Linked DNA regions of Sus scrofa: regions 1, 2, 3, 4 and 5 are each linked to region 6. Evidence: chromatin contacts called from public Hi-C and HiChIP or PLAC-seq data. All regions are on one chromosome and are shown on one strand. Each heading gives the region's core, a stretch centred on a gene start, on an enhancer-like site or on the middle of the called end of the contact. The rest is flanking DNA. Distances are from core to core; before and after follow the strand shown. Region 1 holds the start of KLF3 (Kruppel like factor 3). Region 2 overlaps KLF3 (Kruppel like factor 3). Region 3 has its middle 90 kb from the start of MIR9840. Region 4 overlaps LOC100510918 (a long non-coding RNA gene). Region 5 overlaps LOC100510918 (a long non-coding RNA gene). Region 6 has its middle 210 kb from the start of KLF3.

Evidence for each region. A called contact is a pair of places that touch in the nucleus more often than the background predicts. HiChIP or PLAC-seq counts read pairs in DNA pulled down with a chosen protein or histone mark.
Region 1: a contact with region 6 is called in a Hi-C map of liver, with 1.8 times the contacts expected there. The contact joins the promoter of KLF3 here to the enhancer-like site in region 6. A contact is called at or near these places in 3 of 5 promoter capture datasets (fetal liver, fetal skeletal muscle and liver), 9 of 47 Hi-C or Micro-C datasets (fetal liver, fibroblasts, liver and 1 more) and 2 of 2 datasets of contacts at active chromatin or transcription factors (alveolar macrophages and skeletal muscle).
Region 2: a contact with region 6 is called in an H3K27ac HiChIP or PLAC-seq map of skeletal muscle, with 6 times the contacts expected there. The contact joins two enhancer-like sites. A contact is called at or near these places in 1 of 5 promoter capture datasets (fetal liver), 7 of 47 Hi-C or Micro-C datasets (fibroblasts, liver and skeletal muscle) and 2 of 2 datasets of contacts at active chromatin or transcription factors (alveolar macrophages and skeletal muscle).
Region 3: a Hi-C map of liver shows a contact between it and region 6, with 5 times the contacts expected there. The contact joins two enhancer-like sites. A contact is called at or near these places in 1 of 5 promoter capture datasets (liver) and 2 of 47 Hi-C or Micro-C datasets (both in liver).
Region 4: an H3K27ac HiChIP or PLAC-seq map of skeletal muscle shows a contact between it and region 6. The contact joins two enhancer-like sites. A contact is called at or near these places in 2 of 2 datasets of contacts at active chromatin or transcription factors (alveolar macrophages and skeletal muscle).
Region 5: a Hi-C map of liver shows a contact between it and region 6, with 2.0 times the contacts expected there. The contact joins two enhancer-like sites. A contact is called at or near these places in 2 of 47 Hi-C or Micro-C datasets (liver and skeletal muscle) and 1 of 2 datasets of contacts at active chromatin or transcription factors (alveolar macrophages).

Annotation. Positions count from the first base shown.
Region 1 is chr8:30,023,343-30,026,649 of Sscrofa11.1, forward strand. KLF3 (Kruppel like factor 3) reads left to right here and starts at 1,636. Exons shown (of 6, transcript NM_001134352.2): 1 at 1,636-1,929. It overlaps LOC100510918 (a long non-coding RNA gene), which reads right to left and starts at 2,087. Exons shown (of 3, transcript NR_045041.1): 1 at 1,613-2,087.
Region 2 is chr8:30,039,744-30,043,357 of Sscrofa11.1, forward strand. It overlaps KLF3 (Kruppel like factor 3), which reads left to right. Exons shown (of 6, transcript NM_001134352.2): 2 at 900-995. The coding sequence starts at 939. Among named protein-coding and RNA genes, the nearest start is that of KLF3, 17 kb to the left of the region's middle. Within about 2 kb of position 1,643, at least 21 of the 83 cell types and tissues checked have an H3K27ac peak or open chromatin away from gene starts, as enhancers often do. A contact at or near this core is called in skeletal muscle, where this site is marked.
Region 3 is chr8:29,637,358-29,641,157 of Sscrofa11.1, forward strand. No RefSeq gene overlaps it. Among named protein-coding and RNA genes, the nearest start is that of MIR9840, 90 kb to the left of the region's middle. Within about 2 kb of position 2,489, at least 41 of the 83 cell types and tissues checked have an H3K27ac peak or open chromatin away from gene starts, as enhancers often do. A contact at or near this core is called in liver, where this site is marked.
Region 4 is chr8:29,950,550-29,954,315 of Sscrofa11.1, forward strand. The region is part of intron 2 of LOC100510918 (a long non-coding RNA gene); the gene reads right to left. Among named protein-coding and RNA genes, the nearest start is that of KLF3, 73 kb to the right of the region's middle. Within about 2 kb of position 2,517, at least 10 of the 83 cell types and tissues checked have an H3K27ac peak or open chromatin away from gene starts, as enhancers often do. A contact at or near this core is called in skeletal muscle, where this site is marked.
Region 5 is chr8:29,983,293-29,986,808 of Sscrofa11.1, forward strand. All of the region lies in intron 2 of LOC100510918 (a long non-coding RNA gene), which reads right to left. Among named protein-coding and RNA genes, the nearest start is that of KLF3, 40 kb to the right of the region's middle. Within about 2 kb of position 1,984, at least 15 of the 83 cell types and tissues checked have an H3K27ac peak or open chromatin away from gene starts, as enhancers often do. A contact at or near this core is called in liver, where this site is marked.
Region 6 is chr8:29,810,351-29,814,059 of Sscrofa11.1, forward strand. No RefSeq gene overlaps it. Among named protein-coding and RNA genes, the nearest start is that of KLF3, 210 kb to the right of the region's middle. Within about 2 kb of position 2,356, at least 23 of the 83 cell types and tissues checked have an H3K27ac peak or open chromatin away from gene starts, as enhancers often do. A contact at or near this core is called in fetal liver, liver and skeletal muscle, where this site is marked.

The DNA.
Region 1 (3,307 bases), core at 386-2,885, 210 kb after region 6:
ATAAGCAATTTCACTTAGGTTAGTGAGGTTACCCATACTAATTTTATAATACTGTGTATCCGAATACACTGTATCTCTACGTTTTAAGTGGCCCCATGCCTGGATGAAGCATCAAAGTGAGAATGGTGAACTTGAAGAGTCTTTAAAACATCTTGAAGCAATAACAAGCCACAGACTGCAGCAGGGGCGTTTTTAAACATTACACAGGACGAAAACAATTGAACCAATTTGTCCTTTGTTCTTTTTATTGCATTCTTACATTAAAACTGTTTAAAAAGAAACTCAAAAAGCATTAAATCTGGTACCAAGCTCTACAAAGTCCTCCCAGGAGCCCGGTTTGCACAGAAAGTGAGTTTCCGCCGCCGCCAGGCTCCAGTGAAGCCCCCCCCCCCCCCCGCCCAGCCCGGCGCCACCCGCCCCGGGGACGCTTGTGCTCAGTCCCGGGGACGCGACACCAAAGGAAAGGCCGCCGCGCCAAGCCCTCAGCTCGCCCCGAGTTCTCCCTCCGGGCAGGAGGATCCGGACCCAAGTTTGCCAAGTTTTCCGACAGGCCCGGCTGAGCAAATGCCGCTGCGTCCGGCCGCCTTTTCGCTCCAGCTGCAGGCCCGGCCCGTGGGAAGTTTGTTCGCGGTGGGGTGGGGGGGGGGGGCGTTATCCCGGCCTTCAAAGAAAAGTCCCGGTAGGCGGTGCACCACCAGCCGGGCCGCACCCCCGTGGGGAAGACAACACGGGGGCCTCCGAGCCCCAAGGCACAAAGAAAGCGCTCTAGAGGATGGCGAATGACCTTGGAAACGCGGGACCATTTTAGGGTTGCAGTCCCCCAGCTGCCCTCCCTTTCCGCGCCGCTCTTTCTCTCCCGACGCCGCCCCGGCCCACCCGCCGCTTCCCCAGCGGTGCCTTTTTCAGCTTTTTCTTTAAGAGAGTTGTGTGCGCTGGGCCCAGGAGGGGCCGCGCTGGCCGCGGGGCCCAGCCCTTCCCGCCGCGCCCGGGGCCGCCCTTCCCGCCGGAGCTGGCTGATTGATGGCCCCGGCCGGCCCGGGTCTCCCGCCTCGGCTCGCCCGCGAGCCCGCCTGTGTGTTTTGGAAGCGGCGCAGCGGGCTGCAGCCCTGTGACGCCCGGAGCGGCCAGTGCCGCCCTTCCTTCCCCCCGGGCTCGGGCGGCGGCGCGGCGGCGGGTCCAGGCCGGGCGGGGCCGCGGGCTCCGGGGCGGAGGGCGACGGGAGGGGGTGCGGGCGGGGACTCCCAGGCGGGGGCTCCGGGGCGGGGGGCGGGGGCTCTGGGGCGGGGGCCGCGCCGCGTACGCCCAGCCCCACGGCCGCGCCGCGCCTCGCGGGACAGGTTGGGCCGGCGGGGCGGCGCCCGGCTCCGGGGAATAATGAGTGTCTGTCAGGCCGTCCCCGGGTGACTGGGCGGGGCGGGGCGGAGGCGGCGCAGGAGGAGGGGGTGGCGGGGGAAGGGCGCAGGGCGGGGTGCGTGTTTGCGCGAGTGACTCCGCCGACCCCTCCGGCGGCTGCCTCCACCCAAGTGGGTGGGGACCCGCCCAGCCCGGGCGGCCGCAGCGGCTCCCTCTCCCCTCCCTGACCCTCCCACCCCGGGTCCCAGCCTCTACTTACCCCGCCAGCCCCGGGAGGCTCGCAGAGCGAGCGGCGCCGGCGTCATGTGACTGCCCGGAGTTGGTGCCAGGAGCCAGAGGGGAGCCAGGAGCGGAGCCGCGCGGAGCCGGGGCCCGAGCCGGAGCGCAGCGCGAGCGCCCGCCGAGCTGTGCCGCGCCCGCCGCACGCGCGCCAGTCCCCGTCCCGGTCCCCTGCGGCCGCCAGAGCCAACGCCGCCAGGACTGGAGCGCTGACACCACTGCATCCGCGGGGCTCCAGGGAGCCCAGGTCTGGGCCTTTATTTCTCGCCTGCAGCGCTCAGCACCGCGCCTCGAAAAGTAAGTCCCCTCTCCCTCACCTTTCCTTCTCGCCCCGACTCCCGCTGCCCCTGTTTTCGGCTCGTCTGGTTTCCTTTTTTTGGGGGGAGGGGGGCGCGGTGAATGGGCTGGGGGTGCAGCGCGGAGGTGGGGGCTCCCGTGGGCTTGGGAAAGTGCAACAGCTCCTCGCAGCCGGGGGTGGGGTAGAGGAGGCGAGGCGGAGGGGCCCCCGGTGAAGCAGTGGAAAGTGTGGGATTGAGGAGAGCCACCGTGCGGATCGGCGGGTGCGGGGAGCGAGGCCGGTGGCGCCCGCCGCGGCCCCGGATAGGGCGCGGGCGGGGGCTCACCTGTGTGGTCCCCCGACCGCCGCCCGCGCGCTCTCTCGCGATTCCCTCCTAAGCCCCAGAAATCTCAGTGCTCTCCGCGTGTGGCAACGTTGTTTGGAAAAAGGTAGCACAGAGGCCGCGCGCTCCTGCTCCTCCCCCTTCTCCCCCATCTGGTCCCCCCCCCACCGCGCGCCCTCCCCCTCCCCGCCCTCCGCCTGCGCCCCCCGCCGCCCCCCTCTGCCGACGGGGCGCGCTGCCGCTCACCAGCGGCGGGAGCAAACTTGGAGCAGGCCCTCTGGGAAGAAACTTGGGGCGATTGAGAGTGGAGGCAGCATCGCATTCTCGGTCCTGGAGCCCGGGAGCTGCCAGGGCGTCTGGATCCCCGGGGGCAGGAGAAAGAGCTGGCCAGGTTTGGAGAGACCTCCTCCGGGGCACGGAGAGAACCTGCCGCAGTGTCTGGAGCGAGGATTGCAGCGTGGCTGGAGGCGGAGAACGCCTTAGGCAACTGCCTGCAGCGTTAGGGACCCGATCCGGTGGGGACCGAGGGACGGACCTCTGGACCCGAACCTTTGGGACCTAGCCTTTCTCGGAAGGGCTTTCTTGGAGATGGCAGACAATACCTGGAATTGTCATAACGACTTCTTTGGCAGATAAAAGGGAACACTCGATTCTGCTTTAAATTTTACAGCAGTATACAAAAATATTAGATAAAGAATATGCGCATGGGACTTTTATTTTTCTAAGTCAGGTTAAACGGAAACTGGTAATTGCTCACCTTCTTGTATTTCACTAAAATAAACATTTTACAAACTCAGAATACATCTTTCCATTAATGTCACCCAAGACACTAAATATATTGATTCTCACAAGAGTCTGGTATATGGAGAAAAGTATGGAGTGGTATTATGACTTCATTTTAATTTAGTATCTCTAATTATTAAGCAAAATTAATTGGGGGCATAGGGTAGTTGTTCCTTACAGGTTATTCTACAGAACAATTTTGTGCTGTCTTTTTCTGAGTGCTTTATGTATGCATTTGTGGAGTATTTTTGTTGAGAAATCCATGAGTGATC
Region 2 (3,614 bases), core at 393-2,892, 230 kb after region 6:
TTTATATGAACAGAGTGGCAATGTCTTGAGGGGTTTTTTTCTTTAATGATAACACACATGGCTGGTAGAAACGTTGGGAAGCGGGTTCTATTTTATGGATGGAAATGATAGAGTATCTGCTGGATGATACAGCAAATGCTTGGGGAAATGTGCGTGCTTCTCACTCAAGAATTCCCCTTGACACAATTGATCCTAAAAGGTCATGAGGGATGTACGGGAGGATATACGTGTCAAGACGCTCACTGCTCTCTGTCCTGGTGAAACTTTGGAAGCAAACCTGAGTGCCCCATAAAAGGAATGTTTAAAAATCTGATGGGTTCACACAGTGGCGCTGGATTTGATGGTGTGGAACCACACGTAACTGAAAAAGAAACGGTTTCCCAGGAAATCATCAAGCGAACTTATGGGAACCATATACCATGCATGCTAAAATCTATTTAAAAAGAGGGTTTGGAGGAATAAGAAGAAAAATATTCACAATAGTTAGTTCTAGGTTGTCTTCTGCCTGCCTGTTTTTGTTTTGTTTTGTTTTCCTGATTTTTCTGAAATGAGCATAAGAGGAAAAGAAAAGGTATTTCCCTCTTCCCGTTGAGCTGCACCTACTCTTCAGCAAGCTTAGCTGCTCAGCAGGGGCTGTACCTATTGTTCCAGAAACGTCGGAGTTTACGTATTTGAGTTAGAAATGGCAGTTGGCTTTCACATGGTTATGACCATGGAATCTGGTGTAAATTATATAAAATGGTATCTTTCACAGGCAAGGGGAACAAGTTCCAGCCTCTCCGAGGGCAGGGAAGAAGAAGGAATGGAGAAGGGGAGTGAGAAATGGTCTATTTTATTTTTACTAGTTTATGTTGAAAGTAACTTCAAGACTTAGACAGACACCTTGTTTTGTCTTCTAGGCCAAACACCCGAGCACCCTAGAAAGCATAATTAAAAGAATGCTCATGTTTGACCCAGTCCCTGTCAAGCAAGAGGCCATGGACCCTGTCTCGGTGGTAAGTTTTCCAAAATCGAACCCCTCTTCTTATTTATTCTAAGTGGTCATAACTTGGGGGTGGAGGGTGGGAAGCTCCTTGGACCTTTTGTGTGTAAAAATACAGTTAAGAATAAAGTGATTTGCTTAAACTCGTTTCAGCCACATGGAGCTGTGACTGCCAGGTGACTGGGGGAGAAGCTAGCCAAAGAATGAACTTGGCGGCCAGGGTGGAATTTCATTTCCCTGAGAAGAGGGAATTAGGGTCATTGTCTTTTCGACACCCTCGTGCTAAGCTACCCTTCTTGTGAGCTAGGTCCCTGTACATGCTTCTCGGGCCACCGGGGACCAGGTAATTAGGGCAGGTGTTATAAGATAGGGGCAACACCAGTGCTGTGAAGGTGGGACATGGGTGACAGCGGAAGTGTCTGACTTCAAAGCTGGTTGAACTTGAGAGGATCTGTCTGGTTTAGTGAACGCAAAATAAGGAACACACTCCCAGCTCTGTCTTGCTCTTTTCTTCCACGGGCTTGGAAGAACACTCACAAGGGGGAGAAAGAAACTTGGCTGGAGCTGGGCATCTGAAGGTTGGTAATGACACGCTTGCAAAAATTAGATCATCCTTATGCGTTGGCTGTGGAGCCTCCTGCCAAAACTGTTTATACAAGACACGGGGGGTCACTCTGAGGCCCTTGGAATGGAGTTGCCATGGAGATTACTAAACGGTGAAGTGTTTACCACTGTGTATAGTGAAAAGTTAAGTCAGAGTGGCTTGAAGGAAATAACATTTACATTCCCCACACGCTAACTGGATAACCATGTATCTGACTAAGAGCAATAAGAACTTTATTAATCAAAAAACTAAATTGATTTCTAGTGTTCTTTGTTTTGTCATGTTCATCAACCTCTTTCCCACAACTATTGTATGATCACATTGGAGGAAAATTAATGTATACAGTGTCTTCATTAATTATATCCATGAACTATGAATAGATTTTTTGGTACTGGAGGATGTGATTATTTCATAAATGATGCAGGACCATTGGTGATGGATTTTACTGTTCAGTTTACTTCCAGTGCTTTTAATCAAGCATGAGAATGTGGCACCAGAGCCTAATTTAAATCTAAAATGAAGTTGGCACCATACAATTGAAGTGCAGGGGCATGCACTGGAAAAAAAAAAAAAAAGGAAATAAAATGAATTCGAAGTAACAGTTGTGCTTGTAATGCTGTAACTTATATGAATACATGGAGTTAAAATATGGAGAAGTATTTTTGCGATTAACCGTCTTTTTCTCCTTCATGCTCTAGTCTGCAACTTCTGATGCTTATAGAATTTAATTAGGTTGTTTCACCAAAAGATAGTTTCAGTCCTTACAACGAAGTTCCCTTTTCTTAATTCGGTGCAGCCTCAGGTAACTCAAACATCTGGGGAATAGGGGCACCGTGATGATTTTACATAACAACATTCAAATTTTACCCTTCCCGCCTTCATAGGTGGAGTGTGTAAGACCTGATTTATGGTTCCTTTATTCCTTTTCTCCTTTTTCATTTCTCCTTTGACCTGAACGTTGAGGTCTTTGTTTACTCAAGCCAATGTTCTAAATGTTAAGCAGGAGGCATTCGTAAGAAGATTTGGTTTAATTCTCTATTTGAATAGAAACATTTGAGTGACTTCTCCCCCCCTTTTCTTAAAAAGTGAGAAGAGCAGAAGCAGTCTGCCTCTTTGATATCTTGTTACAGTTGAGAGAAAGCGAGGCAGTGCCATTGCTCTCTTAGATGCCTTCGTGCTGCCTACCCAACCTTGTGCCCCGAGGTAGGTGGTAAGACTCTGGATGGTCCATCCTGTTACGAAGGTGCAGCACTAGGGAGCAGAGTACAGCCTCCCCTCTGCGCCCTAGATTTCTGCTACTTGCTATCAATGCCATGTTGGCAAAACCATCCACAGCTCCCTGAGCCTCCAGTTAATTTTTCCTTATTTGTAAAATTGGAGATGATTATTTGTAAAATACGAAATGGCAGGTGTACATAAAATGCACAGTAAAGGACTCGTTCTTGCCCATGCACTACCCGAAAAGCTGAAAATTAAAGGATGTAATTCAGGAAGTGAGAAATAAAGACATTTCTTTATTCTTTCTTATTGTAGTTGTCCAGGAAGCTTACTCTTAAAGAAACTGCTTTTTCTTTTTTTTTTTCTTTTCCTTTAATGAAAATTGGCATCTAACAGGCTCCTTACAGATTGAGAAGTGCTTAAAAATCAGTAGCTTCTCTGCCCTGTTCTAACAGAAACTTTTCCTGACTTTGCTGAGCCTGGTAGAAAGAGAGCCTTCTGCTTTCGTTTGCATGCAGGGGCATGGCATTTGCTGTTTCCAGAGAGTTTGTTTATAAATGCTGGGCGCCTTCCTGCACTCGGAACCCCACCCTCAGTATGACGATTCGTTTGACTTGCTATTGCCCTGTCACGGACGGTCACATATTTTTCATTTTAATGAACAGTGAAACAGGGACTCACCCATGTTTCGTGCAGTCGAGCCATGCACTGAAGCCATCTCGGGATGGCAAGCTCACCAAAACTATGTCCCACTAAGTAAGAAGCTAGTAATTCTCACTTTCCTATAAAGTGACAGCATTGGAAAATTTA
Region 3 (3,800 bases), core at 1,239-3,738, 170 kb before region 6:
GGGCCTGCCTCACCCCCCTCCACCCCCTCCCAGGCTCTTGGAACAGCTCTGTACTTAGAGCCACTGGGACAAGCCCTGGCATTGTTTGCCTCTAGGGTAGGGTCAGAGGCCTTGTAGGAATGGCATGATTCTACTTCCTTAAATAGCGACTTGGGAATGAAATGAGTAACCGTGTCTTTAATTAGCCATGCCCCAGAGGCCCGGAGGGGGCTGGTACATGGTGGGCTCTCAGCCAAGATCAGCAACGTGCGGCTGGCTCTCCATCCAGGAGACTTAGTGGGATGTTTTATTTGCCTCTCTCCCCCGAGCTGTCCTGTCAGCCCCTGCTCCAATCTGCCATTCTTTCAGCCTGGTGCGCTGCGCAGGGTTGATGGAAGGGAAGAAGGCAGGAGAAAGCTAACCTTTCTGAGCATCTCTTGGGCACTGGGTTCTATGCTAGACACTGGCAACAGCGAAACGAAAGATGGGAGACGCCCAAGGATGTCCTCGTGGAAGCACAACCCACGGAGTCCAGCTTCAGAGCAGCGGCCAGCAAGAGAGAGGCCCAGCCGCCAGAGCCGACTTCAGAGTAATTGAAGTCCTCATACTTTCAGAGTCTATACATAGATCCCCTGGGTGTTCCCTGGTGGCCTAGCAGTTAAGGATCCAGCCTTGTCGTTGCTGGGGCACAGGTTTTGATCCCTGGACCGGGAACTTCCTCATGCTGCCGGCAAGGACAAAAAACAACAAACAAACAAAAAAAAAAACAGCCACAAAAGAAAAGAAAAGAAAAAAAAAAGAGAATTCTCCAGAGCCACCTTCAATATCACCTCTTTCCTTTTGTACCTAGTTCTTCATACCCTGAGCCTATCTTGGCACTTTTTCTTAAAAACAGAGAAACAAACCAACCACCAGAAAACTACCCAGATCTATCCAGTGTTCCCTTTTGTATCCTAGAGGAAATATCTTTCTGGCCCTAGACCACCAGGCTCTCCTCTCTTCCAAACACCTCTTTCCTCGGTTTCTGCCATATTCTTCTCCCAGCCCTGGTCCTACATCACAGAAGAGAAGAGGAAAATCCTGGGAAGGGGGAACCCTATGCAGAGAAAGAGAGAGAGAGAGGGGCAGAAACCAAGTAGGAAGAGCCTGCTTAGCTGGTAAGGAGAGCGAAGGATGCTCGGAACACTTAGAGGCTCATACTTCCTCTCGTGCACAGCATGGAAGCCTGCAACGCAGCGCAGCGAAGGTGCAGGGGGCAGGGACGACGGAGGCCTGGTGCTGAGGAACCACTTCCCAAAGACAAAAGGCCTGATGTGAGTTTCGAAGGAAGACTAGGAGTTTACAGAGAGGCCAAGGAGAAAGGGATTTCCATCCAGAGGGAGCTGCATGGGTGATGTCCCCTCACATAAGACAAGAGAAGGTCAAATCCCTCAGTGGACCATGTGTGTCAGGCATCTGCTCTATTCTCTAGCTCCTGACCTCAGGCCTTCCAGCAGGGTAGGTGATCTCCAGCGAGGGGGCAGGATCCCTTCCTTTTCAGCGATTTATATTGAAATCCTAGGGTCCCACCAGGACTTGGATGAAGGCTGTTAACAGCTGGTAGGGCCAGGCAGACAAATGCCCCTTCTTTCTGGGGAAGAGAATGCAAATGCACCCGCTGAGCTGGGGCTGGGAGGTAAATGGACTCGCTCCTGCCCGGGCAGGTCTGGGCTGAGCTGGGCAGGGCTGGGCAGGGCTGGGCAGGGCTGGGCTGGCTTTGCCCAGACCAACTTTGGTCCTCTTAGCAATGAGGTGGAAAGCCTGATTGTAAACAGGGCTTTCTCTGAAAGCCCATTCAGCTCTCTCTGAATTCCATCCCCTAAGCCTGAAGAGGTTTATTCTCCAATTGCCGTTCAGCCAGGGCTCCTTGTCCTCATGTCCTCGCTCCCTCTGCCTCTTAGCTCACACACATATTCATGCTCCTGGGATTTTAAACATCATGCTGTGCCGGAATTGGGTTTGGAGCTGTGATTTATAGGAATGCTGTTGCTGGGGCGAATGTAGTGCCAAGAATTCTACAAAGCAATCCCGGGAGGCAGAGCATGGGTCCCTGGACCAGCAACATCAGCATCACCTGGAAACTTCTTAGAAACACATGTCCATGAGCCCCTTCCCAGACCGAGGTACCCACGGGTAGTGCTACAGGACACAGCATTTTGTGTTGCCAGCACGCTCAGTTGAGCTAGAGAGCTGCTTCAGGTCATGGTTTAACCTCTGATGAGTAGAACCTAGGCCCCAGGTTGGTGGGGGTTCAAGGCATGGAATCCATTGTTTACCTAAGGGCCTCTTCTCCAAAGGGCCACAAAAGCCCTGTCTGTCCTCTTCTGGGAGTGGTGTCAGCTTGACAAAATGCCAGATGTGTTGCATCAGAGGCAGAATTCAGGCAAATGACCCTTGGCGCTCCGAGGGTGGAGGCTGGGAAGGAGTTGAGGCCTCAACCAGGAAGTAAACAGGGCTCCCAGGGCGCTGGGGGGAGGGGAGCTGCAGTTCCCGTAGAAGGAACCCGCTCTCCCTCCAGTGCCAGCTCAGGACCGCCCCACTCCGTCCCTCAGCTTCTCAGAAGCTGCCCCGCCCCATTCTTTTCCAGCTCCCCCTTGGAGCTGAGCAGGAGGAAATAGACTGGAAGGGGAGCAGGAGACATTTGAATTCGCTCTAAGGGACTTTCTGAGGGCAAAGCCTGGAAAAGCTGTTCAGGGTGGGTCATACCGTCTTCCTTGGGTATCTTTCTCAGGAGACATGGAGTGAACTGGGCTCCATCCTGGGTGGTCCATGATTCAGCTCTGTGATCTCGGGAAAACTACTTAACCTTTCTGTGCCTTCATTATCTTGATCATAAATGGGGAGTCATAACAGAAAGATGCTTATAGATGTTTGGGAGGATTACATGAGATAATATATCCTGAGCAAGCGCTAGCTCTGGCTTTGGCCTGTCCTGGTCCACCACCCATGAGCTCTTAGCTATGGTCAATGGTCAATGCCTAGTGTGGTGCAGGCACTCAAGACATGCTTGCTGGATGGATGACCAACCACACCCCCTGTCCGGCGCAGCTGGAAGACCACCAGAAATATATCCCACTGCTATTTCAGATCCCCTTACATTCCAAATGATTCAATGACCGGGAGTGGTCCAGCTACCCGAGGCTTAATGAAATTCTCAGCAGGCGTTTTTCATGGTGGTTTCCTATTTCTGGAATATCTTCCCTTTTCTGGTCTATTGTCATCCAATAGACTGTTAGTGGGGGCATCAGAGGGACTTAAATTGCTCCCATGGACAGAGAGAGGAAACAATTAAAAAGAAATAGGAAGTGAGGCTCCTTGGGTAGAATTACACGGCTTAACACCAGGTTGCATTTCCTGACAAGACTCAGTTTAGAATTCTCTTAGCACAGAGAGTGATCCTGCCTGGCCCCTCCCTCCGTGCATTCCTAGTCCTGCTGGTGTGTGAAGGAGGCTCATTTCCTTGGTTGAGCTGCTCAGAGGAGGAGAGACTGGTGTTTTTGTTTGTTTTTTGCTTTTTAGGCTGAACCTGCGGCATATGGAGCTTCCCAGCCTAGGGGTCTAATCGGAGCTGCAGCCACTGGCCTACGCCACATCCACAGCCACTCCAGATCCAAGCCATGTCTGCAGCCTACACCACAGCTCACGGCAATGCCCGATCCTTAACTCGCTGAGCGAGACCAGCGATCAAACCCACGTCCTCATGGATTCTAGTGGAGTTTGTTACTGCTGAGCCAAGAAGGGAACTCCTGGGGATGGGAAATTTTGAAGAGGACTCTGGGGCT
Region 4 (3,766 bases), core at 1,267-3,766, 140 kb after region 6:
ATCCAACTAGGATCCATGAGGAGACAGGTTTGATCCCTGGCCTCCCTCAGTGGATTAAGGATCAGGCATTGCCGTGAGCTGTGCTGTAGGTTGCAGACGTGGCTCCAATCCCACTTAGCTGTGGCTGTGGCACAGGCCAGCGGCTACAGCTCCAATTGGACTCCTAGCCTGGGAACTTCCACATGCCGCACGTGTGGCTTTACAAAGCAAAATAAAATAAAAGATAAAAACAATAAAAGGTGGAGTTCCCATCATGGCTCAGCAGTTAACGAACCCGACCGGCCTCCATTAGGATGTGGGTTTGATCCCTGGCCTCGCTCAGTGGGTTAAGGATCCGGCGTTGCTGTGAGCTGTGGTGTAGGTCACAGACACAGCCCAGATCCCACGGACCCCTGGCCTGGAAACCTCTATATGCCTCGGGTTCGGCCCTAAAAGACAAAAAGACAAACAACAACAACAAAAACACACAATAAAAGCTGCTATCGCCTAAGAGCTAGGGCTTCTCTACTCCCCTGTCAGAGCCTTTCCTAAAATCCCCTTTCAGCATTGTCGTTCCTCCACACTTTGTAGCAGCACTGTAGCCATTCCACATTGTTTTATTCATCTTGGTATAGAGGGCTTGCTTCCTTTCCTAGACTGAAAGCCTCAGAGTGCTGGGCCTTTGTCTTATTGTGTGCTTTCTCCCCACAGAGTTTAGTCTACCATACAATGAGAGCTGAGGGCCATATCTGATAGGAGGCAGCCTCAATACATGCTCGGTGAATAAAAACATATTTTTCAAAATGCGTTTTATTGAAACACAAAATTAAAACAGAATGTTTGCCCAGCCATTATTATAATTAAAATTCATGGGATTAAAGTTTTGGGTTTTTGTCTTTTTAGGGCCACACCCACGGCATATGGAGGTTCCCAGGCTAGGGGTCTAATCAGAGCTGCAGCTACCGGCCTACACCACAGCCACATCAATGTCAGATCAGAGCTACGTCTGCAACCTACGTCTACACCATAGCTCATGGCAACACAGGATCCTTAACCCACTGAGCGAGGCCAGGGATCGAACCCACAACCTTTTGGTTCCTAGTCGGATTTATTTCCAATGTGCCACAATGGGAACTCCATGGGATTAAAAGTTTTGATACCCTGAAGTAAGTCAGAAAGAGAAAGACAAATACTATGTGGTATTTATATCTGGATCTAATATACAGCACAGATAAACCTGTCTACAGAAAAGAAACTCATGGACTTGGAGAACAGACTTGTGGTTTCCAGGGGGAGGGCGAGGAAGGGGGATGGACTGGGCGTTTAGGGTTGGTAGATGCAAACTATTGCATTTGGAGTGGATAAGCAATGAGATCCTGCTGTATAGCGCAGGCAACTATACCTAGTCACTTATGCTGGAACATAATGGAGGATAATATCAGAAAAAGAATGTCTATAAATGTATAACTGGGTCACTTTACTGTACAGCAGAAATTGAAAACACTGTAATTCAACAATAATAATTTTTTTTTTTAAAGAAAAGGGTTGATACCCCAAAATTTCCTCAGTATTGTGGTCATTCATTTCCTGTAACTGATCATGAAGATTGTTGTCTAAGATAAACTGTCGATTTGGGATTTTTTTTTTTTTTTTTTTTTTTAGTTCATTACTTCTGCCATTAAAAAAGGAAATGGACGTGAACTCCATCTTTCAAAAAAAAAAATTTTTGATGCCCTTATTAATAGCTGACAAAATAAAAAGCAGAAATGTATCTCCTTTAGAAATATGTTCCTAGGAGTTCCTGTCGTGGTGCAGTGGTTAACGAATCCGACTAGGAACCATGAGGTTGCAGGTTCGGTCCCTGCCCTTGCTCAGTGGGTTAACGATCCGGCGTTGCCGTGAGCTGTGGTGTAGGTTGCAGACGCAGCTCGGATCCCGCGTTGCTGTGGCTCTGGCGTAGGCCGGTGGCCACAGCTCCGATTCGACCCCTAGCCTGGGAACCTCCATATGCCGCGGGAGCGGCCCAAAGAAATAGCAAAAAGACAAAAAAAAAAAAAAATATATATATATATATATATATATGTTCCCTAGTTGAGCTCCTGTGTTTTGAAGGCTGTTTAAACCACATGCACACTCATACCTCTCACCAGTCAATCAATCAGGAAACAATTCATATGCATACAATGAAAACGTATGTTCCAGCTGCTGAGGTGGTTTCAAAAAGGCAGAGAACACGGTCCTTGACCTCAGAAGTTTAGTCAGGGAGAATCATAAAAACAAATCATAATGCCACCTGCTATGTGCCATAATAGAGATATGAATACGACATGGAACTGATGAGGCTCTTTCAGGGTCCCAGGAAAAGGGAGGTGCTCTGGTGACTCGGCTTAGTGTGGTGCATTGCCAGGATACACGAGGAAGTGGGGAAGAGCAGGAAGCAGTTTCAGCAGCTGCCTGGCGGAGCTGGGAATGTCACTCAGGACACAGTATACCTCCAGCCACCTGTTTTTCTTGACATTGCTTCAGCAGTGGGCATCTGTTGCTCCCTCTCTATTGCTCTGCCAATATGGTGACTCAGCTACTCTCTGCCTTTGCGTTCTCTGCTCTTGCTGCCAAATCCTCGCCACATTTCTTTTCTCTATTCCATCGTTCCTGCCTTGTTGTGGCTCCCGCTGCCATGGAGACGGGGGCTTTTGGACTTCTCTCACGGTGTCCACCCATTTCTGTCCAACCTTTTGGCTTGGTCCCTCTCAAAAGGTCTCAAATTCAAATTGTGTGAAAGAGGCTCTGTTTGAATGGCCAGTCATCATCTAGGATACAGTGACCCTGCCGATGGAGTTCTTGCATCAGCTGGCCTCATTGGCTACTGGACATCCGACCCTACAACTGCCTTTGGGTTAGGCATCAATTCTCAGTTCAGTCCACTATAGCCAGGGAAGCAAGGCTCCAGTTTACATTGTGTCAGCCCATGCATAGAGCACTGTCTGCAGCAGCTTGCATCAGTAGAGGGTGTGGTCCGGGCTGGCAATCAGATCAACTGACTTTTCTCCAGAACAATGTCCTAGTGTATTGTTTGCCATCTTGAGTTGGACTGTGTCAACTACTCAGCTTGGCTACAAATAATGTCAGACAAAAATGTGATACCGATTATTACATTACGAATACATTTTGAACGTTATTTTAATACATAAAGATCATAAACCATTTAAATACCCCACAAGAAGAAAATAGTTGAATAAATAATATTTTTAAGAGGGACTATTATACAGCCTTCCAAAGGATCATGAGTTGGAGAATATATCATGAGAAAGAAAAATGCTCACTGATAGAACGTTAGACAAAAATCAGTACATATAAGTTGTATAGTATTATTAGTGAGTTAATTACATACTTATCTGCAGAGTTAACAGAGAATAAACTGGAAAGATGAGTTGACAGGGACTCTGGATGGTGGGGGGATGCGTGAGTTTTATGTTCTTTTGTATGCCTCTTTGTATTTCAAAGGCAAAAAAAAACCCACCTCAATTATAAGATATATATATAAAGCAGTATAAAGACCACTGTTTTTAGTACATAAAGTCCATATATTGGTTTGCAAAAAAGTATAAGACACTTTAGATCCTACTGCCGGCAAAAAAAAAAAATGAGATTTCCTTTCTTATTCATGACCCACAGCAACTAAGAAAACAAAGATGACAATGAAATCAAAAGCATGACAGAATAATGGATGCATGGTGGCTAACGATGTGTCCTGTGCTGCAGTACGTAGCTCCTGCTTGCCCCAATC
Region 5 (3,516 bases), core at 734-3,233, 170 kb after region 6:
ATCCTATTTTAGCATGAACATGCACCTCCAATTTTTTAGCTCTTACTAGCAGTTCCTGTATACACAAACATGTGAGAAGTCTCCAAAGAGAAGTTTCAGTTTTGCAAGCAAAAAAACAAAAACAAAAAAAACTAATCACATCGAAGAAAAGTAGGCACTACACTTTCTAGATGACAGTATTAATATATAATTATTTTAGAAGAAACTATGAATCTGTTTAAATCCCCAAAGTTAAATAACCTAATCAGATCACTTAGAGAAATAAGTGCTTTTCGCTGCCCTGCCCTAAGATCATATTGCTATTTAACCTGCTTTTAAACAAACAAGAATTTTTAAACATTTTCTATCCTTTAAGCAAATGTTCTTTGCTTGGCTAAATGACAATGTTCAAGAAATGCCTACCACAGAAGCATAAAAAACCCCTGGCAACATTCCAGAAGAAATTCACCCCGCATAATGTGTTCCAGCTAATGCTCAATAGCTTTCGGGTGAACCTGCTGGCTCTGTGTGCCCTTGAACAGAATCTGAAAAGAACAAAAGAAAAACTGATAGACATTTTCCCTTTTGTGAGTCTGGTGGAACTTTCCAAACTTCGAAAAATGTACGGCTACCATGAACCCGGCCCTGGGCTCTGATGTAAACTTTGTTTTACTACCTTTGCTTCCCTGAAATTCAACTATAATTATATTGTTTGTCTTTTCATCCAATAAAATGTGCATTAGCATTTGGTCCTCTTTAGAGTGTAGTATTTGTTTAGATGAATGTATTCTTTCAAATGATTAGCAGTGCTGCCACAATGAGAACGCTTTAGATTAAACTCTTGATATCGTATTAAAAGGAGGGAGATCAGCTCAAAATGCTTCCAAAGTGTGCTCATAACTGGCTGAGGCTATCAACTTTTCTAGATATGTATGAGAATTTCACCAAGCGCAAAAGACTTTAAGATGAAATCCCTGGCCCTTTTATAAAGTGAAGTAGATGCACATTTTAATCAGTTATGCCCCTTTGCAACTTCTTAGGATAAACATTTCCTAGTGAAAAAAATAACACGAGAGTTCCTATTGTGGCTCAGCAGGTTAAGAACCCGACTAGAGTCCATGAGGATGCAGGTTCCATCTCTGGCCTCGTTCAGTGAGTTAAGGATCCCGTGTCGCCTTGAGCTGTGGTGTAGGTTGCAGATGCAGCTCATATCTGGCGTTGCTGTGGTTGTGCTGTAGGCTGGCAGATGCAGGTCTGATTCGACTCCTAGCCTGGGAACTTCCATATGCCATGGGTACAGCCCTAAAAAGTCCAAAAAACTAAAAATAAAAAATTAAATCATTGGCCATGTTACATCTCTGAAGCTGTAGTGATACAGTTGGAGCCAATTCTCTCTGGACATGGGAGGCTGCAGCATTGGGTGGGAGGGCTGGTACAGAGTGCATTTGACCTTAAATGCCCTGGATGGAGGAAGAGGAGGATGCTTGGAAAGATAACATTTTCTCCATTTGATGTTCTAGGACATGTGCATGGAATTGAAACAACCCATTTTGCAGGCAAGAAGCTATAGATGCAAATGCCAGGCCTGGGGAAAACTGGACCCTGGGGAAGGATGGAAGGCACTGGGGCTTGCCCTCACAGGCCCTCCCACTATGGGGCCACCAGCCTGCTCCACGCAGAGCCTTCTCCGGGTTCCCTGGGGGACCTCTTGGAGGAGTGCAGCAGGAAGACTATCGATTGGCTCGGGACATAAAATAGACTATTGACGGTATCTCAGAGATACCCCCAACAGGATGGAAAAGAAAGGACTCACCCACAACTTTAATGGCCAAATATAAAACACTGAAATGTGCTCTGCTGGTTGTAACATTCTCTTGGCATTTCTTCATTTATTACTACGCTGGAAGCCTCAAAAAAATGGAAGAGACCCAGCTCTGGGACCTCTGAGAGGCCCTGGCTACCAGGAAGTCACGTGGTGTATTAGGAGAAGGCAAGGCATTTACAAAACCCTCAGCTGCTTTCTGCAGGAGAAAGCTGGGCCTCTAGACTCCCAGTCACCAGAGTGCATTGCCAAACGCAAAGCCAGCACAAAACAGATGAAACTACAGAGACCTTTGACTGGCATCTTTATCCTGATGCCTCAAAAAGGAGCCATGATGATGATGATTCAAGGTGCTTCCTTCCAGATCCTTAAAGAGACACACACACTCAGAATAAATGATGTTATTTTCCGTGTTTTTCTTACTTATGTGGTATAAGATTATACACATCCTAAAAATTGCTTTATTCATTCCACAGTATTTTGAGACTTATCCATGTGGCTTCATATAGATTTATTTCAATACTCCTGGCTGCTGATGGTACTCCATCATTTGAAACCACTACTTTTATTTACCCATATCCCTCCTGACGTTCAGTATTTGTCTGTGGCTGATCCGATGCATTCTTCCAGCCCACTTAAGCATTCCCTTCTTAGAAGTCTGACTGCACTTTATTCTCCTTAGTTGTTCCACATATGTGTGGTCTGTTTCCCGGACGAGAAAGTTAAACTTCTAAGAGCAACTTCTATGTCCGGCATCTAATCGAATCATTGCATCTATGTAATACTCTGGTGAATGACGAACTTTGGACTGTTGGCTCTCTCGGAGAGCTGAAGAGCAGCTCTGGACTCCCAGAGGTTCAACAAATTCTATCTAGTTATTTATTTCCTCTTGGTTTCTTAAAAGAGAAGTGCTGTATTTTCAAAACAGGTTCAACTAAAATTCACTTCCTTTCTTCATCTAGATTCGTGGCGGTGAGCATCTCCTTAAAATGTTCCAAATCCGAACACCGGTGATACCATAAACGTTTCACCTTTAAAAGATGAGACAGAGACAGACAGACAGACAGACAGACAGCAATACAGAAAGAGAGAGTGAAAGAAAGAGAAGGAGGAGGGGGAAGAGAAAAAGGAGGAAGACTGAAAGGATCCCCACCCCTCCGAAGGGCGGGGCCTGTGGCCCCTGCTGGCCTGGAGGCAAAGTTGGGCACAAAGGGCTGATTCTCTTTGCAAATGAAATCTGGATAACACACCCTCTCCCTTCTTTTCCTTGAAAAGTCTTCCCCTGCCACTTTTACTGTCAACTTTTAGGTTGCTCTTGTCAGAATCAGTTTTCATTTCTTTCCCTGGAAACTTTATTCTCTGCCTCTTTCGGCTTCCTAAAGAATTGGTTTGTTAAAGTTTTTAATTGTTCGCGCTTTTTCTAGGGACAATGAAGAAAGCGCAGAGTCTCCACATCCACTCACCAGAAATCCTCCAGATCATTCAACCTGACTCACAATCATGGCCGAAAGAGCTGCTTGGAAACTGTGAAAACCTTGCCAAAGGGACTCGCCCACTGCATTGTTTGTTGGAGGAAAGGAGAAGGTGGGGACATAGAAAAGCTGTGGAGGCACCCAGGTATTCGGGGACCTCTCTGTATTTGCGTTAGACCATTTTTTCATCTTGTGAAGTCATTTTAACTCTTTCCTAGTCCAAGACACCAGCTTTTGGCTTTT
Region 6 (3,709 bases), core at 1,106-3,605:
GTTCAATACGGTGCAGGGAGACTTGGATGGAGGTCTTTGGACTCTGAAGACCCTAGGCGGCTTCTCCTTGAGAGAAGGGAGATGTTTTTCATTTCATTTTCCCGTGTACAGGGGGCTTCAGGCTTTCCGTCATGCTGAAGATTTATCTTCTTGCAAAGACAGGAAGTCAGGGTGTCCGTAGAACACACATTTCCCCACCGGACTGACCCCGAGATGACCTTTCCACTCATCTTCACTATCTGTTAAACCCTGGTGTCTGGGTTCCCACTGAAGCGATGACAGAATGAATGAATGAGGTGAGATAATGGATGCGTCGCACAAAGCCGTCGCGTAGTAGGCATTCAAAAAAGGCTTCTTCTAATGTAAAAACAATATTTAGTTACCAGCTCTGGCAGCAGATTTGGTCAGGAAAGAGGTCAAAGGGTTGACTTAAATTAGGTTGGAAGGTTGGCTGGAATTCAATTACCCATAACCCTCCAGTCTCTCCTGCCAGCCGTGATGAATGGAGCCTGGCTAAAGTGGGTTGGGATTAGCAACACTGCAATCAACCCTTTCTGGAGAATGAAGATGTGGGAATTATCTAACGAGCATTCTGAGGCCAGATGAGATTTCTTAGGTTGGAAATATTTTTGTGGTTTAGCTTAATAACAGCAAGGCTTGGATTTCGAGACAAAGGGCACAAGCTGGGCATTCCCTGCTCCTCGTTCTTCTCACAGTCACGCTGGTCTAGTAGCCCTGCCTGACGTGGGTAAATTACCATCGAGGGCTTTGGGTGATTCAGATACAGATCTTTAAAGGATACTTTGCTCTCAGATATTTGGGACATATATTAGTGAAAGAAGCCCATTAAGAATTAAAGAACTGGGAGTTCCCTTCATGGCATAGGGAAATCAGATTAGTATCCAGGAGGATGTGGGTTTGATCCCTGGCTTCATTCAGTGAGTGGAGGATCCGGCGTTGCTGTGAGCTGTGGTGTAGGTCACAGACGTGGCTTGAATCTGGTGTTGCTGTGGCTGTGGTGTAGGCTGGCAGCTGTAGCTCTGATTCGACCCCCAGCCTGGGAATCTCCATATGCCACAGGGGCGGCCCTAAAAAGCAAAATAAGAAAAAAAAATAAATAAATAAAAAACTGCATCAGTTAAAATAAGAAAAGAACCCAACCAGACCATCCATGCTTTCCTTTTTTCTAATACAGATTTCCCTTCCCAACCCCACTCTGAAGTTTCTCTAACCTCACTCTGATGATGGAGAACCCAGGACTCAGCTATAGATTTCTTTTCATATAAAAAACACTCTTTTGGAGCTGACCTCTAGGAAGGTATTTTGAAAATATGATGATAATAATGTTACCAGCTTGTTTGTTTTTTCTTAATTATCTGCTAATATTTTGGAATCGGTTTTCAAAAATTTCTAGTCCTTCTGCCTTTGTCTGATGACATAGATCTTCTGTTAGCAGGTGAGGGAAGCCCAGGAAAACACAACATATCTTTTCCCTTTTGTTATAATTCTAACTCTGCACCTCAATTTCTGCCCAGCCATGATTTCAGAGCCCAAAGCCTATAGCCTGTCCTGATTTGCATAACTGGCTTCTGGAGGCAAGTTAAGGAATCATTAAGGCACCTACCCTTTGCCCCCTCCTTGGCCAAGTTGCTTAATTAACTTGGTTAAAATGCAGTCCAGTGTGATGAGAATAATTGCATTTGTGTGTCTTAATAACTGATCTGTTCCTATGCAATTGCCCACTTCACTCTAATAAAAAATATATACATGTGATGTGACATATGAATCTTCATGCTCACAAAATGAGCTCAAACTTGAAAGAGATCCAGACTACAACACCGTTTATTATTTTTAGAGCATTACCTAGTCATTTTGATTCATTCGCTTGGAGTGCTTTTCCCTGCAGCTCCCCAGGGAGAGGTGGGGAGAAAAGATGGTAAAACATAAATTTCCTTTGGTGACGAGTTCACATCTGTTTAGAACTGTAACATGGCAAATCATTGTGAAATCTTCTAATGGATGCCTGTCCAATGCCAAATAAGCCCAGGACCAAACACGCATAAAGAAATAATTGAAAGACACTGGACTGAATCCAAAAGATCCTGGCTAATGTTTCACCTAATCTCTCTCTGGTCTCTCCCGCCTGCAGCAGTCGCCCTACCTACAAGATAGGCACTTCACAGCTTCCTTGCAGCTGCTTCTTGGCTGTTTGCACCCTCTAACCTCCTGGCAGAAGACTAAGAACTACTCTGAAGCCAAAAGCATAAAAGGAGGAAAGGTTGGCACTCGAAGTGAAAGGTGGGGCCGTTGGAGCTTATCACACGTCTTCTGTAAGGGTTAATTCCCCTCTGCCCCTGTTGGGGGCTGAGACTGACCTCAGCCTGCAAGGGACTGGCCCAGGGCTAGGGAGATGTCCCCAGGTGGCAATCCCAGATCTACAATTTGACTCTATAATTTGGGGTGGGGGGAGTAGGGAATAAGAGTGAGAACAAAAGTTTCACCAAAAAAAAAAAAAAAAAAAAAAAAAAGCTCTTTTTGTTTCCAATTCTTTTCATCTTGGCTCTATCTCTAGCACTGCTAGTCAGAACCTTAGCCGCTAAGGGTGGGGTTGGGTGGAGCTTTAGGGATTTTTTTTTTCTTAAAGGGAAAGAATAGGGAAGTCTCCTGGAACATCTCCATTTTGCTTGAACTTGATCATGGTCACACACACACACACACACACACCCACTGGGCAATGTCTGATTATATCTCTTTGGAAATGGCATTTGCAAAGGTGGCATCAGCACAGCAGAGAGCAGAAGGGAATTCTGCTGCTATTCTGGAGGAATTTGGACCTGTGAGGTATTTAGTTATTGATGATTTCAACTGGTCTAAGCCAGGTTTGAGCTTTAAGACCGCGTGCCTGGAATTGGCAACAAAATGGCCATTTATTGCTGGGGAAGGCTACTGAGATTCAGCTATTTTAAGGCAGTTCCTATATTTAGATACTGTATTCTACACTTAAAAAAAAAAAAAAAAAAAAAAAAAAAACAAGCAAATGAGAAAGGGCAAAACGCCCCAGTACTGATCGCTTCTCCCCCCACTCTCCTCAAAAGAATTTTAGCTGAGTTTCAGCCTTGGAATTTATTTTTTGAACAGTAAGACATGCTATATATTGGAAGAAAATACAATATGGGAAAATTTAAATTTACCAAATTAAGTACAGAGAAATAGAGCATATTACAGAATGGTTTGTTATAGGGCCTTTTAGGTAAACACTCCTTAAGAATCTTTCAGCTGGGGATTGTTGCTTATGTTAACCCTTTAGGATCCTGTACAGGAAAGTTCCCCTGTGTAAATATCATACTTATGGAATATGCAGGGTGCCTGAGGCTGAATCCAAACTCCACCACTCACAGGCATGGGACGGTGGCCCAGTTACTTCACCCCTCTGAGCCTCAGTTTCCCCATCTGTAAAACGAGGGCAGCATTTTCCTGCCTCATAAGGTTTAAATGAGCTGCTTGCTATCCCACCCCGTAGGTGTTTCATGGCTCTAAGCCTCCTGTGGGTTCTCCTTCTTCCCCCTCAGCCCCGGCTTCCCCCCCAGAGCACCCCCACACACACCAACTGAGACCACATGGGGCAGTCGGCAGCGAGCAAAAGAAATTTCAGGCCTTCTTTGCATCTTTTGCTGTTTCAGATGTATGTCAGGGAAGATGTGACCTCAGA